Linked DNA regions of Mus musculus: regions 1, 2, 3, 4, 6 and 7 are each linked to region 5. A link is a contact called in public HiChIP or PLAC-seq, Micro-C and promoter capture Hi-C data. All regions are on one chromosome and are shown on one strand. Each heading gives the region's core, a stretch centred on a gene start, on an enhancer-like site or on the middle of the called end of the contact. The rest is flanking DNA. Distances are from core to core; before and after follow the strand shown. Region 1 holds the start of Treml1 (triggering receptor expressed on myeloid cells-like 1). Region 2 holds the start of Taf8 (TATA-box binding protein associated factor 8). Region 3 holds the start of AI661453 (expressed sequence AI661453). Region 4 holds the start of Trem1 (triggering receptor expressed on myeloid cells 1). Region 5 holds the start of Foxp4 (forkhead box P4). Region 6 holds the start of Treml4 (triggering receptor expressed on myeloid cells-like 4). Region 7 overlaps B430306N03Rik (RIKEN cDNA B430306N03 gene).

Region 1 (2,853 bases), core at 309-2,808, 440 kb before region 5:
CTGTGGGTCCCATTCTGTTCTCAACTCTTCTGTGGCTCCCAGCAGCACCTGAGTGCCCAAGAGCCTGAGCACCAGACAGCCCTGGCCTCCTTGCAGGTTCAGGGACCCCAGAGCCAGTTTTGGCTGTTCCCAGAACCTCAGGCTGCGCTCCCCTACCCCCGGAGCAGTGTCCCACAGCTTCTCCATAGCCTGACACTCACCGGGCGCCTGTGTGGGATAAGGGCAGTCAAAACTCCCGTATCCCACCTCCCCAAGTGCCCGAGCCCTGTGGTGGAGTGGCCTCGGGACCCCTTAACCCTACAGTCAGGCCCTTACTAAACTATGTTAAGATAACTTTAAATCATGAAAGGAAGGCAGGGCTGGAGAAATGGCTCAGTGGGCAAGGGTAAGGTCGTGAGTTCAGATCCCTCATACCCACATAAAAGTGCTGCATCTGGAACCCCAGTGCTGGAAGCTAGAGATAGGCAAACCCCTATATGGCCAGCCAGTCTACCCAAAGTGGGGAGCTTCAGGTTTAGTGAGAGACACTCTCTCAAGGTGATTAGGTAGACCATGATAGAACAGGACATCCTCTGTGGCTGTATGGGTGTTAACATGGGCACACACACACACACACACACACACACACACAGGGGAAGGCACAAAAATTCATTTCTGTTAATATGCTTGAAGTTCCTGTAAAGTAAAACAAAGATAGTATAGGAGAGTTGGAGGAAGACACGGGGCCTTGGATATGCTGTGACAGAAAGCTACTGTCAAGGAGAGAGAGAGAGAGAGAGAGAGAGAGAGAGAGAGAGAGAGAGAGAGAGAGAGAGAGGAAGAGGTGGCTGCTTAGCTACTTATCTCCAGCCTCCCAAACAGTTCCGTTGCCACTCAGTCCAGGACGAGCTGTCAAAATGATATCTCACCCCCAACGCCTTCCTAGTGGGCCCCATACCCCAAAGCTCCAAAGAGCCCCCATCACAGATCATCCTGCCTACAGTGGGGGCAGCTTAGGGTAACTCACCTGGTGGAAGAACCAACAGGGAGACCCTATGCAGGGTCTGGGGTCCTGCCGCTCCCTCCACCACACAACCATACTCCCCTGTGTCCTCCTCCTGCAGGGTCACCATTTCCACCTGCAGGAGCCCCCCACCCAGGTCAGTGAGGAATATGCGCCCGTTTCCCGGAGCTCTTCGGTCCACCGCTGAGGTCACTAGTGGGTGGCAGCCTTCCTGCAAGAACTGGCACCACACCTTGAGAGCCCTCACATCCTGGAGCCGGTAGTGGCACTGCACTAGAATGGATGACCCCACCGGTGCCTGTAGCACCTCGGGATGACTGTCAGCTGAGCCTTGGCCTGCAGAAGGAAAAGATGTGGGAGTGAGGGTTGGATAGAAGCAGGCATGGTTCCTAGCCCACTCCCCAACATAGGGACTTGGGGATCCAGAGGGGGGTAGCTATGGCATCTGTGATACTGGTGAAGGAGGCGTGGCTACATCTGCACCTTACCTGCTAGTCCCAGGAGCAGCAGCAGCAGCAGCAGGTAGCAGTCCATGGCTGGGCAGTAGTAGGTTCTGAGGATGGCCTCCTCTCTAAAACTGCAGGCCCCTGGGGGCAGGAAACATCTGTCTCATACAGTCACGTGGGCGCTCCAGCTATCCATCGAGGCTGACAGTTACACTGGGGCAGGGAACTTTTCCATAGATTTCTTGGCTCAAGGTTCAGAAGGCCCCGAGAGACCGGTAGGCAAGTGAGGGAGAGGTTGGAAGAAGAGGGTCTGATACCCCACCAAAGGGAATGGAGAGGGGACCCAGCAACCAGAGGGCAGGAGAATAAGGAGAGATAATCTTCAGTCTCCTACACAGATCCGAAGAAAGAGCCATGAGGGAGAAAATTTAAGAGCTGTCCATGTGGCCCAGGGCCATCTGATTCTCAAGTCTTTATGGGTAATTCTCCTGTCCTGACTCTACTTATACACATACCACCCCAGCTCCCAGGGGACCCCCACTCCCTCACCACAACCTCTTCCCTAGAAACCCCTGGACCTGTCTTTGCCTGTGTCTTTCAAACCCACCCCCTCAGATCCAGGAAGGATGATTTTTCTTCAGAGGCTACAGACCATACTCTTTCCTCTTGCTGTTCTGCACCCACCCATCACCTGGCAGCAGGGATCTTCCCTTTCTTACGTGTTCTTCCTGTGTTCATAACTTTTCTTTCACATTGTTCATCTCTTAGTCCATCAAGCTTCTAGTATCTGCATACTCTTCTTCCTCCCCTTCTAGGATCTTCATTTTCCTTTTGGAGATAGGGTCTCATGTAGCCCAGGCTAGCCTCAAAGTTGTTAGGTAGCCAAGGGTGACCTTGAACTTCTGGTCCGCTGACTCTACCTCCCGAGTGTGGGAGTTTCAGACTTACATCTCCACCTGGGGTTCTGTGCTGCTGGAGATGGAACCCTGGGCTGTGTGCACGTGAGCAAGCCCTGTACCAATGTGGGTTTAGCTCCAGCCCCCTTTTCCACTCTCTCGTTTTTAAAAAGAGATTTATTTACTTTTATTTCACATGTGTAATTGTTTTGCCTTTATGAGATCAGGAGAAGGTGCCTTATTCCCTGGAACTGGGGTTGCAGATAGTTGTAAACTGCCACGTGGGACCTGAGCCTGCGTCCTCTGTGAGGGCAGCAAATGCTATTAACTATTGTGCCGTCTCTCTTACCCAATTTTCCTTGACAATTTTAATTTAGAAGTTCTCTTTCTTATTTTTCAAGTGTCATTATTTTTCTGCAAGCAGACTACTTTGGTGCCACAGATACTGTGTTGTCCATGAATATTTCCACCTTCCTACATGGTCCTGACAGTGCGCGCAAAGCCCTTG
Region 2 (2,884 bases), core at 87-2,586, 420 kb after region 5:
ATGTGGTTGCTGGGAATTGAACTCAGGACCTCAGGACCCCAGGAAGAAGAGTCAGTGCTCTGATTGACCACTGAGCCATCTCTCCAGCCCAGTATGTGTTCTTAACTACTGAGCCACCTCTCTGCCCCAAAGTGTATTTTTAAAAGAGATTTATTTGTTTCAATTATATGAATACACACACTGTAGCTGTCTTTAGACACACCAGAAGAGGGCATTGGATCCCATTACCGATAATTGTAAGCCACCATGTGGCTGCTGGGAATAGAACTCAGAACCTCTGGAAGAGCAAGCAGAACCAAAGTGTTTTTTTGTTTTTAAATATTTATTTATTGCATACATGTGGGTATATTGGTCTTGTCTTCAGACACACCAGAAGAGGGCGCCAGATTTCTTTTTCTTTTTTTAAAATATTTATTTATTTATTATATACACTGTAGCTGTCTTCAGACACACCAGAAGAGGGCATCAGATCTCATTACGGATGGTTGTGAGCCACCATGTGGTTGCTGGGATTTGAACTCAGGACCTTTGGAAGAGCAGTCGGCGCTCCTAACCGCTGAGCCATCTCACCAGCCCCTCTTTTTCTTTTTCTTTTTCTTTTTCTTTTTTTTTTTTTTTACAGGGTTTTCTCTTTGTAGCCCTGGCTGTCCTGGAACTCACTCTGTAGACCAGGCTGGCCTCGAACTCAGAACTCCACCTGCCTCTGCCTCCCAAGTGCTGGGATTAAAGTCGTGCACCACCAAGGCCCTGCGAAGGCGCCAGTTCTCATTGTAGATGGTTGTGAGCCATCACGTGGTTGCTGGGAATTGAACTAAAGACCTCTGGAAGAGCAATCAGTGCTCTTAACCGCTGAGCCATCTCTCCAGACCCAAATTGTATTCTTAGTGTATTTCTGAGAACTTACTTCATACAAATGGCTTTGTTTTTGTTTTTATTTTTATTCTTTTCTTTTCAGGGAAAGGGTCTCCTTATGTAGTCCTAAACTGGCCTTTAATTCATTGCATAGCCCACGCTAGCCTGGAACTCTAGATCCTCTGGTCTCAGCTCCAAAGTGCTAGGATTACAGACGGCAGGCTCCTGGACAAAATATGTTTCTTTTAACTCAGTGCATCTCACAGTGCGTCTTCCAGATCAATTGCTACAGCTACTGACTTAAGTGTCCAAGAAAGCTTGGGTCACACAACGCCACGTGAGCTTGGGCTATCCCGAGCTCCCTCCACCCCCACCCCAGACTCACACGTGTTCGTAGAGCTTTTCTATAAGGCGGGGCACCCGCGGCCCCGCCCTTCTCCACCTCCCACCCCGCAACTACAAGTCCCATCGTGCCCCGCGCTCACGCACACTACGCAAGAGCAAGATGGCTGACACGGCGGCCGGGCCTGGTGGCTCCGGAACGGTAAGGGTGGAGAGGCGCGGCGTGAAGCCGAAAGAGTTTGGGTCTTCTGGATCTCTCCCACGGTTTGGGCCACGGTCTCGAACCGAGAAGCCCAGGCCCGCTCTGAGACCCGGGGCTGGAGAGTATCTCTGGCCGTAGGCGGTCCCCGCTGCTTGGCTTTTGGCAGCGGCCTCCTGAATTGCTGCATCTGAGACTTGATTGGCTTGTTCCTTGTTGAGGTGGGAACCCGGAACTCCTTCTGATTGGTCTGAAGAGGCTGTTTTTATCCTCTTACTGGCCGGCCGAAGTTGGAACTTCGTAAAATATTTACTTGCTCTGCCTTTCTCTGCGGTGATGCCTAGCTCTCCTCTGCATCCTGTGGTGGTAGCTGGTTTAATTTTCCTGGTTACTGAAATGGTGTGATGGGACAAGAAGATAGTAGATTTATTCGCTCAGTACCATCATTCGTGTATATATTCTTCCTTTGCTTTTCCCTCTCTCTTCCTGCCTCCTCTCGCGCCTGCCTCTGCCTCCCGGGTGCTGGGAATAAAGGCGTGCCCACCACAGACCCGCTCCTGTAACTTTGCTCCAGAAAGAAGTGAATGGGGCTGGAGAGATGGTTTAGTGGTTAAGACGGACTTGCTGGTCTTTCAGAGGACCTGAGTTTGGTGGAGTGGCTCACAATCACCTGTAACTCCTGCTTCACGGAATCCGGGCCAGCGCGGCACCTGCACTCGCAGGAACACACACACGCGCGCAAAACACACACATCTAGTGGTTCAAAGTCTCACTCTGGGCTTCTGATTTCCAGAGACCGGGAAGTAAGCAATCCACTAACCCTGCTGATAACTACCATCTGGCCCGGAGGAGGACCCTGCAAGTGGTTGTGAGCTCCTTGCTGACAGAGGCGGGATTTGAGAGTGCCGAGAAAGCGTCTGTGGAGACACTGACAGAGATGCTGCAGAGCTGTGAGTACCAAGAAACACTAGGCCCGCTGTTTCCTTTACAGACCCCCCCCCAGCTCCGTGAACTCCATCCCAGATTCTCTCTCCCCTTCTCTTGGAAGACTGTTAGAGACTCAGCTTCAGGCAGAAGAAACACACATGTCCATTGTAGAATGAGACTGTTTCGATGCTTATACATGTGGGAGAGACACAAATAGCAACCTTGTCATTTCAGTCGTCTGCAGCGGCATTAAGTGGCATTAAGTGTTACACAACTCTCAGCGTTATCCATGTCCAAAGCCCTGTATCCCTGAACAACACTGGATTCGGTCTTCTCCACAGCCCCAAGAACGTCTCCTTTCTGTCTTTGAATTTGTTTTTGTTTTTTAATATAACCCTTCCCCGCTTTGGTTTTTCAAGACAGGGTTTCTCTGTGTACCCCTGGCTCTCCTGGAACTCACTCTGTAGATCAGGCTGGCTTTGAACTCATAGATCCATCTGCCTCTGCCTCCTGAGTGCTGGGATCAAAGGCACGTGCCACCACCACCCAGCCTAATCAATCAAT
Region 3 (3,031 bases), core at 95-2,594, 490 kb after region 5:
CTTCCAGCAGAGGCCCCCAAAGGGCAGGAGGGCATACTCTTAGTTTTGCTTGCCTGCTGGTGAGAGATCTTTAGGTCAGGGAAAGGTGACATCTTGTTCTTGCCCTGGCCCCCAATGTAATCATTTGGGTGTTGAACAGAACTCCAAGTACCATAAAGGTGATGAGGAAGGCAGGTAAAACTAGGGAGTGATTGGTGACACACCCCTGTCTCCCACTTCAGACACCAGAAGCATGGATCAAAAACAAGAAGTGAGTACCGTTCCCCCATTTTCCCGGGGTTCCCCCCAGTTAAGAGTGTATAAACTGGAGATTGACAAAGAGATAGGAGTGTCCCATAGCCGGAGCTGGGGAAGGGCCAATTTATTTCCAGTAGTTTGCAAAGACACACCACCCTTGATTCAAAGGGTCCGCACTCTCCTCTGTCCCACCTCTGACTCTTCAGTCCGAGACCATAGACAACCCAGATCCAAGAGGACCTGGGCAAGAGCATGTGACACTCAGCCCCCTTCCCTCCCCACCCCCAACCAAACCAAACAAAGCTAATTTGATGTCGCAAATGGCTGGCAATCTGCTAACAGTGGCCTGCTCGCTGACTTTCCTTTCTCAAACAGAACGAACGGCAAGGGCACCTGAGGCAGGCTCTCTCTGCGGGACAGAGGAAGCGGAAAGGACTAGGGACAGACGTCTAGATCTCTGACTCAGAATGCGGATATGTGGTAGGAGACACAGCAAAGACAGCCACACAAACAGAAACCCTACCAAAGGTTATGAAGGGAGACAGGGAACGGCAGGTGAGGGCGGCAAGGATCGGCGGCCTCACTTCAGGGGTTCCCTGCACCTCTCTGACTCGGGCTGCCGCGCCTCCTTCCCCTTCCCAGCATCTCCTCAGCCGGTCCACAGGTTCCAACGTGTCCCTGCCCCAGCCCGCTTTCCCAGCGCCCAAGTGACGCCAGAGCCAGGAGGGAAGAGGCGCCACGGGGAACTCTCCCTTGTTTTTTTTTTTTTTTTTTCCCCCAGCCGGGGTGCACTCACCAAAGTCCCTGGTTCCCTCCTCTTGGGCCTCGTGGGTGAAAATCCAGGGTGGATTGGTGGCGTAGAGGGACGTGGTGGAGGGGTGGGCGTGCTTCTTCCCAAAGAGTTTGCTGAAAGTGCCCTGCATGGTCTGGTTCTTTTTCATGCTGCTGCAGGCCGATCTGTCCCCGAGGGAAGGACCTTCCGTCCCTAGGCCTGTCCTGCTCCAGACTGAACCCCGCAGCGTCTTCCCAGGGGACACTAGCAGGCCATGGTCCCCAGCCGCGCTCCCCGCCCGCGCACCCGGCGACAGGTGGTGCGGGCGCCGCCGCCGCTCGCCTGGAAATGCGAGCTACCTGGACAGGTAAGAGGCTGCCGCCCGGAGCCGGCCCCGCCCCGCCGCCCAACTCCCCGGGCCACATTCCTGCCTCCTTCCACAACAGCCTATTGTTGGCACCGTGCGCTGCGCGGAGGACCTCGCCCGGCCCACGCCCTGCTGGGGAGCAGAGCCGCCCCCTGCCGCGGGTTCCCTACCGGCACGCCCGATCCACCCCCACTTTTTTTTTTTTTTTTTTTTTTTTTCTGGACCAGGAAAAGCCCAAGGCGAGTTCCTTGAGTCTGTGAGCCCTTCCTGAGCAGATCAGGGTGGACAGTTTAGAAATGACTTGCATCCCAGAAAAGTACCTGCCTGGCCAAGCTAGCATGGCCCAGAGCATCCCGTGGGCCCTCTGACATGTGTGAGGGAGACTTCGATGAATACAAATGATGAATACACAGGAAGTTAGAGGCCAGGTAGAGTTAAGAAATTTCTGCACATTTTTTTTCCTTTTTTTTTTTTTTTTGTTGTTGTTGTTGTTGTTGTTGTTGTTGTTGTTGTTGTTTTTTTGTTTTTCCGAGACAGGAGTGCTGGGATTAAAGGCTTGTGCCACCACCGCCCGGCTAATTTCTGTACCATTTTTTGTTTGTTTGTTTGTTCGTTTGTTTTTGGTTTTGTTTTTGTTTTCGAGACAGGGTTCCTCTGTATAGCCCTAGCTGTCCTGGAACTCACTTTGTAGACCAGACTGGCCTCAAACTCAGAAATCTGCCTGCCTCTGCCTCGAAAGTTCTGGGATTAAAGGCGTGTGCCACCATCGCCCGGCTAGTTTCTGTACCATTAGAGAACACAGGAAGAAACTATCCTCATGGTTAGGCCTCCATATATATTAATATACTAATATATTAAATATTTAACATATTCAATATATAATTATTTTATATATTTCATATTGTTTCTTGTTTATTATTTATATTGTGTATATTATTAATATATTAAAGATAATATATTTAATACATTATATAGTGTGTATATTAGAGAGACCCTGCCATATATGTCATATACATACATGTATGTATTATGTATGTATGTATGTATGCATCTATCTATCTATCTATCTATCTATGTATGGCAGGGTCTGTCTATTATGTAGCCATTGCTGTCCTGAAATTTGTAGACCAGGCTGGACTTGAACTTATGACTATCTCAACTCTGTCTCCCAAGTGCTGGGATTAAATGCTCAGACCACCAAGCCCGATCTTAATGTATATTTCATGAAATAAAATTTAGTCTTTGGCAATTTCATACATAAACAATGTGTCTTGAGCATATCATGCAGGCTATCCCTCTCCCACTCTTCCCTCCCATCCCTTTCTCCTCTTCATCATCCCTCCCCGCCCCCCTTTAAATCTACTGGGTCTAGTTAGTGCTGCCTATCAGAAAGTTGACTGATCTCATTGGCCTGAGCCTGTATGGATAACCACATTGTAGTCTGTTTCAGAACACAATGACCACGTCATGCCCTGAACACAGCTCTAGAAAATTTGGTATTTTATAGACACCAGATTCTTCTCTCCTGGAATATTCTTTTGAGACAAAATGTTACTTTGTAGCTCTGGCTGGCATGAAACTTTCTATATAGACCAAGCTGGCTTTAAATTCATAGAGATCTGCCTGCCTTTGCTCCCAAGTACTGGGATTAAAGG
Region 4 (3,054 bases), core at 490-2,989, 310 kb before region 5:
AATGACCCACACGCCTTTGATTCAGCACTAGGGAGACAGAGGCAGAAGGATCACTAGGTGAGTTTGAGGCTAACCTGGTCTACACAGACAGTTCCAGAACAGCCAGGGATATATATAGAGACTCTCTCAAAAATACATGGATTAGTTGGATCTTCTGACCTAGTAGTGCCCATCTGTAATCCAAATACCTAAGAAGCTGAGGCAGGAGGATCACCAGTTCAAAGACAACTTGGTTATAAAGTGAGACCCTGTCCTACTCTGTCATTGTTCCCATCCATGGATCTGTATGTCTCTAACATCAAAATGAACAGAGTCTGGGGAGCAGCTGCCTGGCAGATGGGAGGTCCTGGGTTCCACCCCCAGGACTGGAAAAAAAAAAGCAGTTAAGAGGATTTGCTTCTCTTGCAAAGGACAAAGTTTTGGTTCTTAACACCTACGTGGCAGCACACAACCATTGGTAACTCCAGTTCTATGGGAATCTGATGCCACCTTCTGGCTTCCTCAGGTACCAGACATGTATGTGAGACATATACATGTATGCATGCAAACACGTGTGCATATAAAATAAAAATTATTTTTAAAAGAATACAGCCATAAAAAATAAAATAAATTAAAAAAAAAAAAACCAAGCATAGAGCGCCTGCCTCCCTAAGTCACCCTCCTTATAGCTCAGCTCATCGGTCTCAGGGTCTGAGTTTCTGAGCGCAGGTGAAGCCTGGCCTATTTGACAGCCATATGCTTTGGAACAGTGGTTTTCAACCTTCCTAATATTGCCACCCTTTAATACCACTCATTAAATTGTGCTGACCCTCAACAATAAAATTATATAGTTGCTACTTTATAACTGTAATTTTGCTACCGTTTTGAATCGTAATGTAAATTTCTATTTCCCAGTGGTGGTCTTAGGAGATGCTTGTGAAAGGTCATGCGACCTCCATCCTAGGAGTCGAGACGCACAGGTTGGGGGCCACTGCTTTAGAGCTTCAGGGGGTTAGAGAGACCCCTCTGTTGGCAAAGCACTTGCTGCCGAGGCGTGAGGAACTGAGTGTGATCTCTAGCGTGCGTGTAGAAAGTCTAGTGCAGCTGCACACACTTCTGCTCCAACAGCAGAAAGGGAGAGACAAGTGGGTCCTTGAGGTATACTGGCCTAACAAATAAGTTAACCCAGGCTCAGTGAAAAACTCAAGAGCAAGGTAGATCCAATGCGCACTTTTAATATCTGTAGGTAATCAGGATGCAGAAGCAGAGAAGCTGGGCTAGATAGAGGTCCAGCCTGGACTACATAGCAAGTTCCAGCCATACAGGCTACATACTGAAACCCTGTATCAAAACAAAAACAAAAACAAAGAAAAGAAAAGAAAACAAAACAAAACCAAAAGAGCAGGGCAGTAGTGGTTCACACCTTTAGTCCCAGCACTCGGGAGGCAGAGGCAGGCAGATCCCTAAGTTCAAGGCCAGCCTAGTCTACAGAGTGAATTCCAGGACAGCCCTGGCTACACGAGAAACCCTGTCTCAAGGGGGAAAAAAATAAGGAACACACACACACACACACACACACACACACACACACACACACACGGCTTCTAATTTCGAGTCCAGAGAGACCACCTGCTCCCATCTCCCGCTTGCCTTACCTGAGACAAAGAACACGCACAGCAGTCCCCAGAGCCCAGCCTTCCTCATCCTTCAAGCTCAGCTCCAACGACTGCCTCTGTGGGCTGCTGGGACAGCTAGAAGACACCCTTGTACCCAGACTCTCTGGAAAGTTTCACAACAGGATGTGAGGCCATTCCTGGGAGGTAAGGTACTGTCACTGGCCACCCTGCGGGCTGACATCAGTAAGGAAGTTCAGGGGACTGTGCTCAAACCTCAGTTAAAGCTCTTGGGACCTCAGTTTCCTCTTCTCTGAAAATTATTTTCTTTTGTATTGTAATAATTTTGTGGGAGGGGGGATGGGTAGAATCCGCACCCCACCCTACCCCAGCCCATTTAGCTCCTGAGTAATTGAGACAGAGGCCTGTTGGATCTTTCCAACAAGCTTTAAAGCACTAGAACTGGGCAGATATTCACATTTTTTAACCCTCTATGCTATTTCGCTATTTCCCAGCCAAAGTTCCTTGCCATTCGGTCCTGCCTGGGCTGCTTCTGCTGTAACTGTCTGTCTTCAGGGCAAGCTTTTCTTGGCCACTTGCTCATGATGCATCCTGCCTCAGGCTGATGACCCCTCTCTCTTCTTTCTCCCTGTGGTCCCTACCTGTACAGGCTAGTTTTGTGTCAACTTGACACAGCTGGAGTTATCACAGAAAAAGGAGCTTCAGTTGAGGAAATGCCTCCATGAGATCCAACTGTAAGGCATTTTCTCAATTAGTGATCAAGGTGGAAAGGCCCCTTGTAGGTGGGACCATCTCTGGGCTGGTAATCTTGGTTCTTAAGAGAGCAGGCTGAGCAAGCCAGGGGAAGCAAGCCAGTAAGGAACTTCCCTCCATGGCCTCTGCATCAGCTCCTGTTTCCTGACCTGCTTAATTTCCAGTCCTGACTTCCTTGGTGATGAACAGCAGTATGGAAGTGTAAGCCAAATAAACCCTTTCCTCCCCAACTTGCTTTTTGGCCATGATGTTTGTGCAGGAATAGAAACCCTGACTCAGACACTACCTCAGACACATTCCCTTCCCCCACACACATTCCATCTCCCCACACACACTCCATCCCCGCCACACACACTACATTTGCCCACATACACACTACATTCCCCCCCACATACTTCATCCACACACACACACTTTATTCCCCCACCCACACACACTTACTTCTTCCCCACACACACATAGACACACACTCCATTCCCTGAAGGATGCACACACAGATACCACACACACGCACTACTTTCCCTTCCCTGCCCATACAACCTAATGCCCATGTCTGGACACACTCCATCACACATCCTGCCTTCCTATCTCCTCTGCCCCGTCATAGGCTCCAGCTTTTTATTAACCAACCATAGGTGATTGCGGAGTGTTCTTTACAGTACATCGGACGATACAAAGCCCACGTCCG
Region 5 (3,072 bases), core at 109-2,608:
CAGAGATGCTTCAGAGCTGGGTTGTAACTACCACCTTTCAGCTCCTGGCCCACGGAAAAGGGGCAGAATAGGTGAGCAGAAATTGCTTAAGCTGTTATCTCAGAAACCCGTTTTTGTTGTTGTTGTTGTGTTTTTTTTTTTTTTAAGAGTTTTCTCCAAAATATGTTATCCCCAGGAAACCAGGCCCAGTCCTTACCCAGTTCATCCTCCATGGGGTCTGCCTGCCCTTGGTCACCTGCCTCAAGGTAACCCGAAGCCAACAGGGTCTCCCAGAGTCACTGCCTTCCTGTGCTCAACCCATAACTTCTCTGGGCAGGGTGGGCCAAACACGGAGGGTCCCTGAGGCGTGCCCCTCACCTCTTCACACACCCGAAAGGGAAGATGTTTGGGTAGAGAGTGGGAGGATTTTTTTTCTCTCTCTCTCAGTTCTCCACCAGTCTGAGCCTGGCTCCTGCTACCCAATTTAGTCCTCCCCCTCGGAACCTGGGCCTTTCCGTGCCCGGACTTCCCCCTCCCAACCCAAACACACACCAGCGTCCCCAACCCCACCCCCACCCCCATCCTCACGGTCCCCCTGGGCACAAGCGGTATTCAGGGACGCCAAGTTTTGTTTACAATCTAATTTGTTCAGATAATTGCCTCGACTTTGCTCTGTGCTTGGCCCGCGTGGATCCAGCCTGAAGCCCTTTCTCCATCGGTTCTCACAGCACTTTATAGGAAATTCCCCTTTGCAGACCGAGGCGGCAGCGCGTGCGCGCCGGGATGGGAGAAAAGACTGTTCACAAAGCCCAGAAAGAGCCTCCCCAGCCCCAGCCCCCACACAGTGGGGAGTCAGAGGGAGGCGCGGCAGGGCCCGCGCTGGACGTCGGCTTCGGACTGGGGGGGGGGGGGTCCTGACCACTCCCCGCGCCAGGCGCAGCCCGCCCGAAACCAGTGAACCGTGTGCCAGCAGGACTTGGCCGTACCTCCAGGTTCCAGGAAAAGGCCAGAGTTAATAAAGCCTCCCATCGGATGGGTCCCCAGTCCACTGTGAAACTCTACGGCCTATCGACTTTGGCAGATCGGTAGCCCCACGTCCCCATTTTTTCCTTCCCCAAAGTTTGGTCCACGTGGTCCTCTTCGGCTTGCCGCTGGCCGCCTCTCAGGGGGAAAAGTGGCTGCACCTGCTTTAGGCGAATTATGGTAGCACTAGAAGTTAGTCTCCCCTCCCTCCGCCGCTCGCTCGTTCGCTCCCTCCTCCCTGTCGCTCGGCGCGCTCCCTCCTTCCCTCCACCCCTCCGGTCCCCCCGCCCGGTGTGCCCCGCCCGCGCGCCGATCGCTCGCAGCCACTCGCAGCCGGGGCTCAGTCGCAGCCCCTCGGAGTCCGGAGCCGGTCGCCCCTACGGACCGGACAGTGCCACCAGCTGCCGGGACGGAGCCCCCCAACACGCGATCAGGGCGCGGCGCAGGCGGCCGCGGCGCGGCGGGGAGGAGCCCGGGCCGGAACCAGGGCTGGGCCGGGGGCGGGGACGCCGGGGTCCCGGAGCCCCGGAGCCGGAGCGAGCTCAGGAGCGTCGCCGGAGCCCGGGGAAGGACGATCGGAAGCTGGAGAGAGCCAAGCCATCCTCCAAAGTGCGATGCCCCCAAGGGGCTAAGGCGCGCGGCGATCGGCGCTAGAAAGATCGCTTCGGAGCGCAGGGGCAGCCCCGGCGAGTGGCGGCGGGCCCGGGCTGCGACCCGAGCGAGCCCCATGCCCCGTGCGGGCTGACGGGCCGGAGCCCGCACTGAGCGGCCGGGCCGGACAGGTAGGTGGCCGATTCAGGGACCCCAGGGATCCGGGTGGGGGCTGGGCCGGGGACTCGTCCAACTCCCTAGCTCGCTCACTCTCTCGCCTGCTCCCCGGCTCACTTTGTGTTTGCAAACTGCCCGCCCGAGGCGCGTCGGCCGCCGGAGGAGCCCGGCCCCGGGCCGGAGCACTTTGTTCCAGCTGGGCCGGCCGCGGAGCACTGACCCTGGTGAGTTGAGAGACCCTGCCCCCGGCCCGGGCCCCCAGCCGATCGGAGCTGTCTGGGGAACAGGTGGGGGCTGAGGCGCGGGGCTGGGGGGCAGCGGGAAGCTGGCCGGGGCGGAGGGGGGGCGGCTTGGAGAAGCCACTGAGGCCCGCCCTGCCCCAAGAATCTGGGCTCCGCCCCCTCCTGGCCTCGCTGCTGGGAATGGGGTGTTAGGGGGCGCGACCCCCCCTCCCGGAGTGAGACAAAGAATACTTCCCGGCCCGGACTTTCCTGAGCCGGGAAGGGAAGTGGTGAACTGGGATCCCCCCAAGTCCAGTCTGCACGGGACTCCCCAGGACAAACAGAAAGACTTGAGTCTGTGTGTGTGTGTTGGTGTGTGTGTTGGGGGGGGCAACAATCTCAAACACCTCATCGCCTTGGTTTGTGGAGGTCACACTTCGAAAGTGCTGAGACTAGTCAACCTCCCCCCCCACTCCCGCATCTCTTAATCAGATCTGAGATAAAGCGGAAAACTTCTTGGGGACTTGAGAGAGACTGGTAATGGCCCCTGTGATTTATTTATTTATTTATTTATTTATTTATTTACGTGCGCCGGAGCTGATCGGTGGGGAACTAATCTAGTGGATACCCTCCTCATTCGGACAGAGCTCCTGCGGGGTAGTGTGAGGTTTGAGAGTGAGGGAATAAGGTAACGGAGAGTGGGCCCAAGGCCACCAGAGATGAAGCTGCCGGAGTGAGCAGTGGAGTCCATTCCCCCAGACTGAAGACTCTGGTGACTCGTGAGACAGTCTCCCCAGCGTCCCTCTGGCCCGCGGCCATCCTCCGCGGCGCTCAAATCTTGCACTTTGCTTCTCCGTAAAACTTGTACTTCTTGAGCTTCACTGGAGGAGAACCTGGTGGCACCCGGTGGTGAGGTGTCCTGGGAGACCCGGGGCCGTGGCCACCTGTGTGAAGGAACGTGTGATTTCGTGGGACGCGGATTCTGAGGCAAAGGCTCTAACCATCACAGATTGACCTCCTCCCACCCCCCACCCCCCACCACCCCACCCCGAAACTGAAGCGACCTCGTGAACACTCTGCT
Region 6 (2,963 bases), core at 2-2,501, 340 kb before region 5:
AGTAGGAGGGCTGAAGAGATAGCTCAGCCATTGAGAACACAGATTCTTGCAGAGAATCTGAGTTTGGTTCCAAGCATCCACATTGAGTGGTTCACAGCAACTTATGACTCTAGCTGCAAGAGGCTCCTAGTCGCTGGTTTCCATGGGCACTGGCACACATGTGGCATGTGCCCATGAGTGCACATAATTTAAAATAAAAACATTTCAACTTTTTTTTTGAGACAGAGTCCCACTATGTAGCTCTGGCTGGCCTGGACCTCACTATTTAGACTAGGCTGGCCTCAAACTCAGATCCACCTGTCTCTGCCTCCCAAATGTTAGGATTAAAGTTACACAATGCTAGTGTAAACTAACTAAGAGTCAGAGAGAGACTCCAAGTGCCTACCCCATGAAACCTAAACATTCTTTCTCAATGAGGAGCCAAGCATGACCGAGATGGGAAACTGTCTCTCCTCAGTCAGATCAGGTGTCAAAATTAGGGGGTCACAAAGAGAAGGGATCAGGGATATGTATTGTGCTTGGTCTGTAGAAGAGGGTTGTATCCCCAAGAAAGGCCTTACCTGGCGACACCACCAGGCTGATGTTTCTGAGAACAGTTACTTCTCTGAGGGAAGGATAATATGGACCACACCAGTAGAACGCTGAGTCATCCTCTGTTAGTTGAGTCATGGTGATGTTGAAGAAGCCAGCTTCAGGATCATCCCAGATTGTGTGCTGTAATTCCCTGGCTGCTTTCCGAGGCTCAGAGGTAGTGACCACTCTCGTACATTTACTTGGGGCTGTTTGCCGACACCACGTTTTCAGCACATAGGACTCCTCCTTAGGCTTGTATTGGCACTGCACGGAGAGGCTCTGTCCTACCATTCTATGAAGCTCTTCAGATACTGTGGACCCCCAGACACCTGGACAACAAACTGTCAGGTCAGAGGTCAGAGCTCTAGCTGTATGCATTCGTTTCTGGGGCTAGGGAAGCCAAGAGGCAATGACTTCCAACACTCAGACGCACAACATGGCCCCAAAGCCAGCCCTGGTCACAGGGTCAGCCTGGTTCCTTGTCCTTTTATCTATCCCACCTCTCAAACCCTTGTACAGGGAATCATCTCACCTGAGGCCAGGAACACCAGCTGCACAGGGACCAGGAGCAGTTGTGAGTACCTCCAGGCCATACCAGTCCAGATTCTGTCAGTAGAGGAGAGGAGAAAAGGAGGAGACCTCTGAACTAGGCAAGTCTTCCCCTAAGTCTCATCATCTGTGAGATGTAAGAACCAAGGAAGATCAGAGCTTTGATTGGGGAAGTAGCCAGTCTGGGAAGGCGGGCTTATGGACCCATAAGAGGAACAGTGGCCAGGCCTGGACTGGGGACTCCTAACTGCAGGGTCCATCTCGTGGTTGACCTAGGTAGATAGGTTCTGTGGACACATGAGAGGAACAGTGGACAGGCCTGGACTGGGGACTCCTAACTGCAGGGTCCATCTCTGGCCCTCACTCTTCACCCCTGCTCATCCGTGTCCCATCTCAGCCATTCCACACCACCCACCAATCACACTCCTCCATTATTGCTACAAAAAAAAAAAAAAAGAACATTGTAGAAAACAATATGAGAAGTAAGAGGCCTGTTCCTCTTTTCTTTTTCCCTGAGAAAGGTCAAAGGTCCCTAGAGGTGTGCCCAGAGTCCTGGGAATCCCCATCACTAAGATAAGTCAGGGCCCTCACCTCCAGTATGTTGTCATCCTGGAAGGTTTGTAAGCCACCAGACTCCAATGCCAGAGTGTAAGGATGGTCCCTTGGAAAGGGGGAAGTGGGGCTACTGGGAGGTAGAGAACAATGAGAAAGAATTGTCAGAAGGGAAGTCAAGAGGGAGGGACCTCTTAAGGGTGAGAAAGGAAGCAAGGGAATTCATGACCATGTTAAAGGACATGTGAGTGGGAGAGTGAAACCTATGAGAAAAATTATCTCTCATTAACATCTCACCTGCAAAACTGTGTGGAAGAAAGGGTGACCCAGGCTGGGTCTCCAGGGTTTAAACCTAGCTCGACCAGAAAACAGGCTGCCTTTCACGGTCCCACAAACTGTCAAGATCTGAGAGACTGAAAGTGGAGTCAACAATCAGTAGCAACCAGTTAGGGAAGGTATATGCACACCACATCAAGGGAACCTCAGTCTTTCACTGGCGAGCCCACAGTAGCAGCTGGGATACCACTGGCTATCAGAACACCTAAATTCTTATTGGTCTTCATGCATCTGCTCCACTCCCAGGGACTCTAGGGACCTCCTATGTAGCAGTTGATGGATGGCAAAGCAAAGAATAAAAAAATCTAATGGCCCTGCCTTGTACTTATGAGGGAACCAGAAGTGTGGGATATAAACGTCATTTGTTTGAGTTGGTTTGCAGAGCTGGAAATCAAACCTAGAGCCTTGTACATGCTAGTAAGAAAACAGCTCGCCATTCCACCAAGCTACATCCCCAGCCAAAGCTTTAGTTATAAACTCAATCTTATCTTCCCTGAATTACTGAACCGAAGTATTGGAATCAAATTTTATTTTTTCTAACGTCGTCACACAAGAGACTGAAGCAGTTAAGAAAAAGCATGTGTTGCTTTTGGAGAGGGCCAGGGTTCAGCTCCTGACAACCATGTCAGGGGGGCTAACAACCACCTCTTACCGCAGTTCCAGGGGATCTGACGCTCTCTTCTGGCCTCCTCGGGCATCCATATGAACAAATCCACACAAAGATACATACACTTATTCATAAGTAAAAACAAGTCTTACACTACACAAGATATTTAGGAAAATACTTTCTTCTTCATGGAGAACATTGAGATGCGTCATTATACATTTGTCAGTATCCAGAGAGTGCAAGACACCAACAGCAGATCCCAAAGAAGCTAGTCTGAGCTGATGGTGCCATGTCAGTGTGAGTTTACCCAGTGTAGCAAATGCACACTGTTCTGTAGGGACAGTGC
Region 7 (2,748 bases), core at 204-2,703, 400 kb before region 5:
GTAACATGGCGAGCTGCCTCCGGCTCCTGCTGCCAGGACTTCCCAACTGTTGTGGAATGTACCCTCTGACTGTAAGTTCAACTCACCCTTTGCTGATGTAAGTTCTTTTTTCTCATGGTATTTTATCACAGCAACAGGAAATGAGACGCCTCTTTTCTCCTCAGACACCCCTGGCACAGGGTGCTGGCTTGCTGCAGAGGCCTGAGCTAAGAAGAGGTGAGAAGACGCTCTGGAGAGGCCTCGGAGCCTTCAGTGGTAGCGGATGTCTAGAACCGGCTCAGTCTCGCCTCCAACGTCTCAGCAGTGTAAGCTGCACTGTTGTCCTCTGTTGCATCCTGAGGCCTCTGTCGCTCGGGTCCCACTCCCCTAGTGTATCCCTATATCTAAGCCTTGATTTCCACTGTCCCTTCAGATGTCTCCCCCAGCACATACACAAAGAGATCCGTGAGGGAGCAGGAACCAGAAGTGCAGTGGCAAAAATCAACATCATCGGCAATTTACCGTTTATTACCTGTGAGACCAAGTCTCCCCGTGCCTCAGTATATCTCCATCTGTAAAATGGAGGAATGCATGTAAATAGGAGCGTTTAGGCTCTTCATCCATATAGAGGCAAAGGGACACATTATAAGTATTCCCAACTACATCCTACAATCAATCTCTCTTGTCCTCAAGCTTGAGTGTAGGTCCTGGGAGTCCTAAGTATCTATTGATACTGACCCAGCGAATACTGCTTAGTCAGCACCAGGAGCTCCAGTCTGAAAAACCCTTTTGGGTTTTGACAGCTCATGAGAAGCCCAACCTTCAGGATGAGCCATAGCCAAGAAGAGCAATTCAAGGAATGTACAATAGAAAGCAGGCTTCCAGGAGACGGTGTTGACTGAAGCATGGCCCAAGAGCACGGCTGCAGTTAGGAGGCACGAAGGACCACAGGTCAACTGAAATCAGGAGCAGAGACCAATAACCCAGGAGCGAGATGGAGTTGGGTGTGAGGCTGGAGGTGGTAAGCATCCTGTCTCCCCCAGGCAAATCTGCATCATAGGAGGAGGGCATGGGCAGGCAGGGTGAGGCAGAGTGCTCAGGAACAGGGCCACACTCACAGCATCCCTTCCTTCTCTGTAGCTGCATCTCCCTGCTCCCCGGGGGTCTGCCTCATAGGGACCCCATCCCCCCCAAGGGTCTGCCTCATAGGGGTGAGCAGTCCGCGTCCAGGAACAGCATCTTCAGTGCTAGGACCCTGGAAGGAGCGTGTGGTCTTAGGTGGTACAGGTAGACACAGTTTGCAGAGTGAATGCTAGTCCTCTAGAAGGCCGGGGAGCCCAGGTGTTCTGACAGAGATGTGTGGCTGGCTATGGTAAGGAAGTTCCCACTTTTGACATGGTTGGAAATACCTCAGAAGATCACCGCCTACATCTTAGTATTCATCCTAGCAAGGTCACCAGAGTTCCCTGAGCAGGATGGTTTTAGAAACAAGGGTCAGGCTGGTGTGGGAGGGATTGGGGGTTGGGCAGAATGTCATAGTTCTGCCTAAAGTTCCTGAGGAACTTGTGCAACCGGCTTCGATTTCATGAACCAGGGGGGAAGGAAGTGGTGGTCACACAAGGAAGGGAGGTTAAGGTCACTCAGAGGCGCCGACCCATCTCTCTTCCACACAGAATGTGTTAGCAGCATTGGTCCTAGGCCTCCAGAAGGGTGAGAACAGGGCTCCAGAGTCCTTCTGGATGGCACTTTCAGTCACCTTCCTTGAAGAAAGTGTGTCCTCTGTCATCTGAGGCCATCTTAACTCTGTGTAGGAAGTTGCCCCTCCACAGGGACAGTAGCGTTGTACCTACATGCTCACTGCCCTGGGAGCTCAGCCCTCAGTTGCTGGTCTTCACCTCTTGGGTAATCTGGCTTGGAAGAGCCGAGTCTGTTTCTAGAGATGCTGGCATATTCCACAGTCAGAAGTGGGTCAGGAGAGGGCTTCGGGTAGGGCTGGGTGTTGCTGTAGATGGAGTCCTGAGGGTTTACACGGTTTAGGTGGATGAGAGAGGCATAGCAGATGGTCCCAGTGTCCTCACTGGAGTGGGTCTGCTGATTGAAGCTCTGAAAATCAAAGAAAAAAATGTTTGTTGAAAGAATAGCTCGAGTGGTTAGTGGCCTGTGTGGAGCCAGGACTGGGTGGAGGGACACAGACAGAGTTTATGATGTTGAACATGGGCTGAAGAGATTGCTGGGTGGCTGAACACAGTGGCTACTCTTCCAGAGGACCTGGGTTTAGTTCCCGGCACCCATATGGGAGTGTCTGTTAACTCTAGTTCCAGGAGGGTTGACTCCCGTTTCTACACTGCAGACACTTGGTGTTCATACATACATGTGGGCAAAACACTCAGACAGACAAAATAAATAAATATTTTCTTTAAAAAGAGATGGGATGTGACGTTGGGCTGGTAGAGCCTCTGGGAAGATGGCTGGGAACGTTGCCTCCCTGTCACTGAGCTGAGAAGCACTGGCCTCCCTCCTAGGTTCCAGTTTTAAACTGCAGTCAAGCCTTGCTCTAGGTCCCTGAAAACAAAGGCCCTGTGGGCGGGGACTAAGGAACCACTGATTTGCATATTTTTCAATGATAGGATGGAATGCAGGGTCTTGCTTGTACTTACACAAGGCAAAGACTCCCACTGAGCTACAGCCCTGGCCTTGTGTTTTTGAGACTGGGGTCTCCTTATGTTGCCCAGGCTGGCTTGAAATTGGAGTGCACCATGACTCAGCCTC

Evidence for each region. Promoter capture Hi-C pulls out the DNA fragments that hold promoters and counts their contacts. Hi-C and Micro-C count contacts between places; a contact is called where the count stands out from the background. HiChIP or PLAC-seq counts read pairs in DNA pulled down with a chosen protein or histone mark. Capture Hi-C pulls out chosen DNA fragments and counts their contacts.
Region 1: a contact with region 5 is called in a promoter capture Hi-C map of the HPC-7 cell line. The contact joins the promoter of Treml1 here to the promoter of Foxp4 in region 5. A contact is called at or near these places in 2 of 39 promoter capture datasets (the HPC-7 cell line and HPC-7-derived erythroid cells) and 1 of 115 datasets of contacts at active chromatin or transcription factors (large pre-B cells).
Region 2: a contact with region 5 is called in a promoter capture Hi-C map of embryonic stem cells. The contact joins the promoter of Taf8 here to the promoter of Foxp4 in region 5. A contact is called at or near these places in 9 of 39 promoter capture datasets (the 3T3-L1 cell line, 3T3-L1-derived adipocytes, the C10 cell line and 5 more), 2 of 484 Hi-C or Micro-C datasets (both in embryonic stem cells) and 2 of 115 datasets of contacts at active chromatin or transcription factors (embryonic stem cells and pancreatic cancer cells).
Region 3: a contact with region 5 is called in a Micro-C map of embryonic stem cells, with 1.7 times the contacts expected there. The contact joins the promoter of AI661453 here to the promoter of Foxp4 in region 5. A contact is called at or near these places in 5 of 39 promoter capture datasets (embryonic stem cells, fetal liver, liver and 2 more) and 1 of 484 Hi-C or Micro-C datasets (embryonic stem cells).
Region 4: a contact with region 5 is called in a promoter capture Hi-C map of the HPC-7 cell line. The contact joins the promoter of Trem1 here to the promoter of Foxp4 in region 5.
Region 6: a promoter capture Hi-C map of adipose tissue shows a contact between it and region 5. The contact joins the promoter of Treml4 here to the promoter of Foxp4 in region 5. A contact is called at or near these places in 11 of 39 promoter capture datasets (3T3-L1-derived adipocytes, the C10 cell line, the HPC-7 cell line and 7 more) and 2 of 9 other capture datasets (adipose tissue and macrophages).
Region 7: an H3K27ac HiChIP or PLAC-seq map of bone marrow-derived dendritic cells shows a contact between it and region 5, with 3 times the contacts expected there. The contact joins the enhancer-like site here to the promoter of Foxp4 in region 5. A contact is called at or near these places in 12 of 39 promoter capture datasets (the 3T3-L1 cell line, 3T3-L1-derived adipocytes, the C10 cell line and 8 more), 3 of 115 datasets of contacts at active chromatin or transcription factors (bone marrow-derived dendritic cells, differentiating embryonic stem cells and large pre-B cells) and 1 of 9 other capture datasets (embryonic trunk).

Annotation. Positions count from the first base shown.
Region 1 is chr17:48,358,621-48,361,473 of GRCm38.p6, reverse strand. It overlaps Treml1 (triggering receptor expressed on myeloid cells-like 1), which reads right to left and starts at 1,558. Exons shown (of 6, transcript NM_001289457.1): 1 at 1,492-1,558; 2 at 1,007-1,339. The coding sequence starts at 1,537.
Region 2 is chr17:47,500,743-47,503,626 of GRCm38.p6, reverse strand. Taf8 (TATA-box binding protein associated factor 8) reads left to right here and starts at 1,336. Exons shown (of 9, transcript NM_022015.4): 1 at 1,336-1,396; 2 at 2,187-2,343. The coding sequence starts at 1,358.
Region 3 is chr17:47,434,952-47,437,982 of GRCm38.p6, reverse strand. AI661453 (expressed sequence AI661453) reads right to left here and starts at 1,344. Exons shown (of 5, transcript NM_145489.2): 1 at 1,034-1,344. The coding sequence starts at 1,178. It also overlaps a transcript of 1700001C19Rik not described here.
Region 4 is chr17:48,231,424-48,234,477 of GRCm38.p6, reverse strand. Trem1 (triggering receptor expressed on myeloid cells 1) reads right to left here and starts at 1,739. Exons shown (of 4, transcript NM_021406.5): 1 at 1,635-1,739. The coding sequence starts at 1,683. It overlaps Gm52308 (a long non-coding RNA gene), which reads left to right. Exons shown (of 3, transcript XR_003952373.1): 3 at 1-379.
Region 5 is chr17:47,922,918-47,925,989 of GRCm38.p6, reverse strand. Foxp4 (forkhead box P4) reads left to right here and starts at 1,358. Exons shown (of 17, transcript NM_001110825.1): 1 at 1,358-1,784. Gm46601 (a long non-coding RNA gene) reads left to right here. Exons shown (of 3, transcript XR_003952247.1): 2 at 1-71; 3 at 176-516.
Region 6 is chr17:48,262,583-48,265,545 of GRCm38.p6, reverse strand. Treml4 (triggering receptor expressed on myeloid cells-like 4) reads right to left here and starts at 1,251. Exons shown (of 6, transcript NM_172623.2): 1 at 1,106-1,251; 2 at 561-914. The coding sequence starts at 1,166. The region is part of intron 1 of Gm52308 (a long non-coding RNA gene); the gene reads left to right.
Region 7 is chr17:48,323,271-48,326,018 of GRCm38.p6, reverse strand. It overlaps B430306N03Rik (RIKEN cDNA B430306N03 gene), which reads right to left. Exons shown (of 6, transcript NM_177083.4): 6 at 1-2,082. The coding sequence ends at 1,834. Among named protein-coding and RNA genes, the nearest start is that of B430306N03Rik, 8.5 kb to the right of the region's middle. Within about 2 kb of position 1,453, at least 64 of the 459 cell types and tissues checked have an H3K27ac peak or open chromatin away from gene starts, as enhancers often do. A contact at or near this core is called in the HPC-7 cell line, bone marrow-derived dendritic cells and differentiating embryonic stem cells, where this site is marked.